2 separate regions of the Sus scrofa genome follow, and region 1 is linked to region 2. A link is a contact called in public HiChIP or PLAC-seq data. All regions are on one chromosome and are shown on one strand. The core of a region is the stretch at or near the end of the contact, and the rest is flanking DNA. Distances in the headings are between cores, read along the strand shown. Region 1 overlaps P4HA2 (prolyl 4-hydroxylase subunit alpha-2). Region 2 has its middle 9.1 kb from the start of CSF2.

Evidence for each region. HiChIP or PLAC-seq counts read pairs in DNA pulled down with a chosen protein or histone mark.
Region 1: an H3K27ac HiChIP or PLAC-seq map of alveolar macrophages shows a contact between it and region 2. The contact joins two enhancer-like sites. A contact is called at or near these places in 19 of 47 Hi-C or Micro-C datasets (alveolar macrophages, blood, brain and 11 more) and 1 of 2 datasets of contacts at active chromatin or transcription factors (alveolar macrophages).

The regions. Positions count from the first base shown.
Region 1 is chr2:134,501,647-134,505,921 of Sscrofa11.1, forward strand. It overlaps P4HA2 (prolyl 4-hydroxylase subunit alpha-2), which reads right to left. Exons shown (of 18, transcript XM_021085438.1): 16 at 3,691-3,759; 17 at 3,208-3,304; 18 at 564-1,034. The coding sequence ends at 964. Among named protein-coding and RNA genes, the nearest start is that of PDLIM4, 52 kb to the right of the region's middle. Within about 2 kb of position 1,300, at least 7 of the 83 cell types and tissues checked have an H3K27ac peak or open chromatin away from gene starts, as enhancers often do. A contact at or near this core is called in alveolar macrophages, where this site is marked.
Region 2 is chr2:134,343,630-134,347,647 of Sscrofa11.1, forward strand. No RefSeq gene overlaps it. Among named protein-coding and RNA genes, the nearest start is that of CSF2, 9.1 kb to the right of the region's middle. Within about 2 kb of position 1,537, at least 9 of the 83 cell types and tissues checked have an H3K27ac peak or open chromatin away from gene starts, as enhancers often do. A contact at or near this core is called in alveolar macrophages, where this site is marked.

The DNA.
Region 1 (4,275 bases), core at 50-2,549, 160 kb after region 2:
AAAAAACTACTATTTTTATAGGGATGTACACATAGATGGTAAAACTACAAAGAAAAGCAAAGGCATGACTACCCCAAATCACTAGACAATGGTTACCCCTGAGGTACTGGGGGCAGGTCAGAGATGTGATCACGCAGGGACTCACAGGGGGCTCCTGAGGTGGAAATTTGAAGATGATCTCTTCTCTAACCCAGGTGGTGCTGACACGGGGGCTGCTGTGCACTCTCATATTCTTTAAACTGTACATCTACGTATCACAAACAATTCTATGTATCTCAAAAATCTTAAAAAAGAAATTTCAATTTGTAACAGCATCACAATCATGGACATACATGATCTCTATGTTCTCTGAGAGGCAAGGAGAGACAACCTGCCTCACTTTCCAGAAAGGACACTGAAGCCTGGAGGCAAAAGAGTGCTGAAAATGGATCTAGAACCTAAGAGCAGGGTATTGCCACCAAAGTATTCATTACCCAGATTCTGCATGCACAGAGAAGATGCGTAGGAAATGATGAACTTGATAAAAAGCTCCCCATCTCAAAAAATACTTCAAATAAGGCTCCTTAAGGCTTCTGGCAGGGACAATTTATTTTTTGGTTAAAGCCACATTAATAGAAATTCCATAAAAACAAACATGTAAACAAGGTATCAGAACTTTGGTTCATTGAAATATCTCACACCTAAAGCATCTGAGGTACAAAAGCACCTTACTGGGTGCTAGACAGCCTGACTCTGCTGCAGCCACTCCAACACTACCCTTGGACCAGAGATAGCACAGACTGACCGGAGAGACTGGACCCATGTCACTCAGAACCTTCCCCAGTCCACTCTCTGCTCCAGAAACACATTCATGCCTCCAAAGACCCGTGTGACAAGGGCTGGAGCACACAGGGAGGTCTGTCATGTTGAACTTGAAGACAATACGGGCTATGGGGCCAGGAAGGGGAAGGGCAGAAAAGGATGTCAGTCAACTTCTGTTGATCCACATGGCCTCAAGAACTCCTGTCCTCGTTCATGGAACCACTTATTGGAAACTGTGAACAGATAAAAAGTATGTTACCAATCTGTTGCTGGGTAGGCAGCCAAAACATTTTTAAAATTTTTATTGAAGTATAGTTTATTTACAATGTTATAATAATCTCTGCTGTACAACAAAGTGATTCAGTTACACATATACACACATCCATTCTCTTGAGTCTTCAGGATGACTCCTCCACTGAGCCTGGGAATCAGACATGACTAAGACTTGGTCTCAGGCCTCAAGTTGCTTATGAGCTGGTGAGGAAGAAAGATAACTGTACAAAAATCTGTCAGTGACACGCGATATATGTGTGTACATTGCCATGGAAACAGAGCCAAAGGGCACCTAAACATGCTGGAGAAGAGGAAATGCCAGGGCTGGGACAGGAAGCTGAGTAGGAGTTACCCAGGGAAGACGGACAGGGGAGACAGTTTCTATACCAACGGGGTCCAGGCAGTGGGAACAGGATGAGAAAGATATCAAGGCATGAGCCACCCTGGTGTGTGTCAAAGACCCCAACAAGCCTGATGTTATTGGGATGTGGCCTGTGGCAACTGAGAGGCAGGAGATACAGAAGCCTGTCAGGATCATGGAGGGCCTAGATGTTAACCTCAGGAGCTCTGGGCCAGCAGATCAACCTGTGCTGTGGGTAGCAGAGAAGCAGAGCTGGTGCTCGCACTGTCTATCATCTAAAGCTGTGTCTTAAATGCTCAAGAAAGACAATTTCATATAGACTCCATATAGACTCTTTCATAATGTATAAAAAATTGATTTTAATATCCTAATGAAGTCACAGTATTTTTAAATATAATTTATAGCGCTTAATTTTGAAGTAATAGATATACTCAGTTGAAAAAATCAAATCGTGCTACAAGGTGTATAATGATAAATAGCAATCACCTACCTACCCCTTCCCACCACCAACCCCACTTCCACTGAACATTCAACTCCTGTATGTTCATTTATCCTCATTTTTCTAAATAATATACTTACAATGCTATTTCTTGACTTTCAACTTAAGATCTTATATGTTGACAGTCTACCATGGAGAAGTCGGAGAGTTGGAATTCTTTATACCACTCTTAGATACATATTTCCCCTCCCATCTCTCAATACAGTTAAATCACGAGTTCCAGTTAAATTAATATTTAGTATTTCCATTATTATATCACATAAATATTATTCACACCTGAGCTACCTAATAGATTAATACAGTGGATGCCTGAACAACACATCTGAACTGCAAGAGTCCACTTAAATGCAGATTTTTTTTTAATAGTAAATACTATAGTACTATGTGATTCACAGTCGGTTGAATACACAAATGCAGAACCTCGGCTATAGAGGGACCACGTATATGGAAGGCCGAATATAAATCACATGCAGATTTTCAACTAAACAGAGGGTCAACACCCCATACCCCGGCTTTGTTCAAGAGTCAACTGTACTTATATTTCCTTTCTTGTACAACTTTTTTTCCTTTTCTCATTTTCTTTTTCATTTGCTTAATTTTCTGTGGACCTATCACTATTTATCCCCAAAACTCTCCCAGGGGGCTATACACTCTCTTTGTGACCACCCCTGTCACATCCTGGTTCGAGCCTTCCCATAGCTCACCAGGGCTGCTTCCAGAACAAGGCTCAAGTTTCAGCCTCCATGGTTCGGGCCCAGCCACATCTGGGGTTCAGTTTAAGCCTCATCTCTTGATCCCTGTGCCACAGGCCTCCCCGAATACAAGAGGCAAAGGCAGCCAGTCCTTACTCATACCTCTGACGCTGGTTTTAGCCTAGACCTTATTCCACATGTGTTTTGCCTGCGTGGGACACCCCTTCCTATGTCTCCAGTTCTCCCCCACTTTGCCCTCAAATCCTTGCCAGAGTCCACTCTTCCACGGGGTCACCCTGAACCTATGATGCTTGTTCGATATTCTTCCTCAGGGCTTCCTTAGCTCTCTAGGCATCTCTGAGTAAGTTCCCAAACAGCTCTCTTGGCACATAACCAGCTGAGGGGACAGCTACATGGCTGGGTGGGACTACCAGTGAGCAGGAAAAAAAATCCAAAAAACTGTATCTCAAAATGGGAGACAGTCTTGGCTTTGTGAAAATTTGGTAGCAGTTGCCTCCTAGCTCAGAGCCTCAGGCTGACCACTAGAGGCCAGAGGCCAATGCCACACCTCAGCCACTCACCCCACTTGCAGCCCACAAGCACAGGGCAGGCTGCATGCCTCGTTCGGTAGTCACCTTCCCCGCTCCGCAAGAGGTTGTACCAGAATACGGCGGTGCCCTGGAAAGAGAAGGCCTGTCAGACTGCGCCCTGGGATATGTGGCTCAAGGATCTGACCCCGAGTACCACAGAGCCCTCTATGGGCAGAAACACCCTCCCCTTCCCATGTACGGCGCACAGGGCTCTGGGACGCCAGGGTAGAGAAGTTCCCCAGGAAGCACCTGCCCCTCACGGTAGGGGATGTTCAGATTCTCACCTGCCCCTGAAGAGACTTCCTCCCCATCCCATCTCCCCAGGTGGAAGGTGAGAGCGCAAGGTCAGGGTTCAGGCAGGAACGGGCTAAGGCCCCTAAAAGTGATGGTCAAACAGGCCAGGAATGGGGACGAAGGGCGTGGATGAGACTGAGCCCTGCCTTCAACCTTTGACTCAGGAGAACCAGAGCTTACCTTCTTAGGCCAAATTGCAGCCCCCAGATCAGGAAAGACGGTGGCACCACCAGCTTCCACGTCACTCATCTGGGAATACAAGGCAGTAGAGCTTGGCCCTCCTACTCAGGACTCTCAGAGCAACTGAGCCACAAAGGACATGACCAGGTATCTGATCACCCTCCTTTGGGCATGAGCAGCTCCACCACTAGCTCTTCAGCCAAAAATGGCTCTTCCTACACCTGGCCCCTCCCTAAGTCCTGCTTAATTAACTGTGTGGTGCATCAGGACAATCTCCATGCCACGGGCACTTGAGAGACACAGACCTGCAAGAGACCCATATCCTGGCTGTCCTCAGGTGGGAACGATCTGAGTCTGCACTGGAAAAATGCCTGACCGACCCCTCCCCTTTTACCCTCATCCAGCCTGGCCCTTGCCTAAGCCGCTGTGCCCTACAAGCTCCCTGCAGCTTCCAACACCACCTGTGGTCCCCACCGAGGGCTCTTTTCCTCTGTCTCAAGTCATCCACAGCTCTAGTCAGATCCTCAGCTTCCCAGAACAGCCACCATCACCAGGGCCAGCTGGGTGGGCAGGTAGGGCCCTGTC
Region 2 (4,018 bases), core at 287-2,786:
TCAAGGGCTTAGTCTCCAAAATATACAAATAACTCATACAACTCAACCGCCAAAAACCGAAATAACCCAATCAGAAAATGGGCAGAAAACCTGAATAGACTTTTCTCCAAATAAGACATACAGATGGCACATGAAAAAAATGCTCAGCATCACTATTAGAAAAATGCAAATCAAAACTACAAGGCAAATCAAGACTACCATCTCACACTGGTCAGAATGTCCATTATTACTAAGTCTACAAATAACAAATGCTGGAGAGGGTGTGGAGAAAAGGGAACCCTCCTAGACTGCTGGTGGGAATGTAAGTTTGTACAACCACTATGGAAAACAGTATGGAGGCTCTTCAGAAGACCAAATAAAGAAGTACCATATGAACCTAGAATAGATTTATAAGGAAATCCTGCTGAATAGCATTGAGAACTATGTCTAGATACTCATGTCGCAACAGAAGAAAGGGTGGGGGAAAAAACTGTAACTGCAATGTATACATCTAAGGATGACCTGACCCCCTTGCTGTACAGTGGGAAAATAATAAAAAAAAAAATTAAAAAAAAAAAAAAAGAAGTACCATATGATCTAGCAATCCTACTCCTGGGAACATGTCCAAACAAAACTACAATTCAAAAAGATACGTGCACCTCTTATGTTCATAGCAGCACTATTCACAATAGCTAAGACAGGCAAGCAACCTAAATGTCCACTGACAGGAGAATGGATAAAGAAGATGTGGTGCATATATACAACGGAATACTACTCAGCCATAAAAAAGAACAAAATAATGTCATTTGCAGCAACATGGATGCAACTAGAGATTCTCATACTAAGTGAAGTAAGTCAGAAAAAGACAAATACCATATGACATTATTTATATGTGGAATCTAAAATATGATACAGATGAACCTATCTACAAAACAGAAAAATTCATAGAGAACAGACTTGTGATTGCCAAGGGGGAGGGGGAGGGAGTGGGATGGACTGGGAGTTTGGGGTTGGTAGATGCGAACTATTACATTTAGAATGGATAAGCAATAAGGTCCTGCTGTATAGCACAGGGAACCATATCCAGTCTTCTGGGATAGATTGTGATGGAAGACAATATAAGAAAGGGAATGCGTGTGTGTGTGTACATATATATATACATGACTGAGTCATTTTGCTGAACGGTGAAACTGATACAACACTGTAAATCAACTACACTTTAACAAAAACTAAAAAAAATTTTTATAAAGTTGCCAGCCAGATATCAAACCATCTGTAACTTGAAACTGGCTATGGTGAGAGAATTTAAACTACTGATATCAGCAAATGCTAGAAATCAGACTCTTTCCTGTGAGAGTCTGTTGTTAAACGTTTGTCAGGTACTGGAGCTTTCTTCTCTTGAGCTGTAAGGAGGTAGCCGCATCCACCATTTTGCTCTTACCTGGCTGTCCCCTCCAGGGTCCCTTTTTGAAGCTCCTGGCCCTTTGTCCTGGCGCTGCACTATTCTCGCTCCAGGCTAGATGGCGCTACATTCCTTTGGTGCCTTGTAGATGAGACATTCAGGGAGCACTGTGTCGGGCCCTCTACTGGACGCTGTGGATATGGCAGTGACTAGACAGATGGCAGGTATCCAGGGAGGATGCTTTAGGCTGAATGGTCTGGGAAGGCTTTTCTGCAGAGGTGACATATAGGTTGAAACCTGAATGACAAGACAGCCGCAACTCCTTCCCCACCCCTGCAGCAATCATGGAGGAAGAGAGGGAGAGAGGGAACAACAGCCAGTGCCTGGAGACTGAAATGGTCTGATAGCACTCAGAGCACAGAAGAGCCCACCACCCTCCCTCAGTTTTTTTCCCTTTCCTCCTCCTTGGTTCCAAGCCCTGTGTTAGTGACCAATGACCGTGGGAGGTGGAGGTTAGAGGTCAGGTCACAGCCCAGACTCCATGCAGAAAGATCAGACGGTATGGGGCGGGAGGTCAGCAGAGGTGGGACCTAGAGCAGGAAAGGGGGAGGGTGGGTGGAGGTGACATGCTTGAGAAAAGGGGTGGGCTTTTTCGGGTTTTCTGGGGGATCTTCATTGCCCTTCTTGTAGATTATCCAGTCTGCTCCAGGCTGAAGTGGGATGGACATAAGCCCTGCCCACTCAGGCACATCCTTGACCCCAAACCCCAGACCTTACCTGGGTCCAGCACAACCAGGAGCAAGCACAGCCCTAGGCTGGGGCCCAGAACCAAGTGGTGCTCAGTTCCAAGTCAAGTCCAGGTATTTCCATGTCATGTCCAGCTGCCTGCAGGTAGAGGGCTGATGACTTCATAACCCAGTGGGAAGCCCTGGGGTGCTCACACCTTTCCAGCCCGTTCCTCCTTAGAGCGTGCCTAGGCTATTCTTGGTGCCAGTTCAATGGGTCCAGTTGCCACTAGGGGGCACCAAAGCCCCATTATAAGTCCCACAATGGCCAAATCCAAGGTGCCTTTTCAGCAGGAAACCAGATATCCAACCAGAAATTTTACTATTTCAATTTCTAACATATTATGGATAAGAATCTTAAAAACTATATATATAATTATATGTGTGAAATTATATCTATGTAATTATATATATAGGAAACTATAAATCATTTTGCTGTAGACTTGAAACATCGAAAATCAACTATACTTCAAATTTTTAAAAACTACTCATTTTTTACTGGGAAGGTAAAATGAGAAAGCATACATGCTCTTTACTGAAAAACTTGGAAATACAGAAAAATAGAGCAGAGAGAAACTGCCAGGAAGGCAAATGCCTGAGAAGAGGACTCAGAGAGGCACTGCCTACTTCCCTGAATGGTGTGAATCTCCTGCTCCAGAAAGAGGCTCAGCTCCTCCCACCTTGGCCTCAAATGTCAAATGCTGAGTCTGCATTTGACTCAGCTCAGCAAAGACCCTGCAGACCTTCCACAGCTTACCCAAGCTGGGGCAGTGGGTTGGGAAAACACTGCGTCAGGCTTCTGGGGGCCTCTTGGCCATGTCCAGGTGGCCCAGTATGGTGTGGTGGGAGTTATTACACACTGAGCGATGGATGGGTGGGTGTGGATCCTGTCAGAGGTGCCTCCCTCAGGAGGTGATGCTCAGAGAGCTTGAGAAAGGAGTAGGAGTTCATCAGGCTGCCAGAGGTGCAGGAGAGGATGTCAGGCAGATGGTGCCGGGAAGCAAGGGTGTGGAGGTCTAAGAGTACAGGGTGAGGGAGTTCCCTGGTGGCCCAGGGGTTAAGAATCTGGCACTGCCACTGCTGTGGAACAGGCTGGATCCCTGGCCCAGGAACTTCTGCATGCCATGGGCACAGCTAAAAAAAAAGGAAAGAATACAGGGTGAGCTAGGGTCACAGGTGGCCAGGTGGAGACAGGGCCTCCAGAGCTCACTCAGTCACTGCCTTTGCCCCCAAAGTCTGGCCACCTTGGGCCCCAGGCATCTCTGGGTCTCGGGCCTGGTCCCTGCTCCACTGTTCTCTCTCTTTGGTCAGTCCAGCCCAGGTGGACCTAGCCACTGTGGAGACTGCAGGACTAGACAACTGTAATGAGGAGGTGAGGGATACGGAGCGGGAGGGATAGGATGGGCCACATCACTACATGTAATGACAACAGGAAGGAGCCAGGGCAGAGGGAGAGCCATGCCCGAGGGAAGGGGCCAGCCAAGCAAAGAGGGATCCCTGAGCCCGTGGTGGGAAGGAGAGGGGAAAGGCAGAAGTTGTGTGGGCCAGACGAGAGCGCTGAGCGAGTTCTAACCATGGGCTTTGGCCAGGAGCCCTTTAAGTCTGGTCCAGGGTCCACCTGAGGTCTCCCCCTTGATGGGACCCAGGCCTCCAGAGGGACCTACTGGCTCCAGAGCCTCCTGGTTTCAGATCCAGGGGCGCAGAGCACGGCCGCATGCTTCAGTTCCAGCCTCCATTCATAGAAGCACCACGCATTTATCACCAAAATCCTCTGCATGCCCATCTGTCCCTTCTCCTACTCTGTGCCCCCCACGTATGCATACACTAGGCTTCGATCCACACGTGTCCCCAT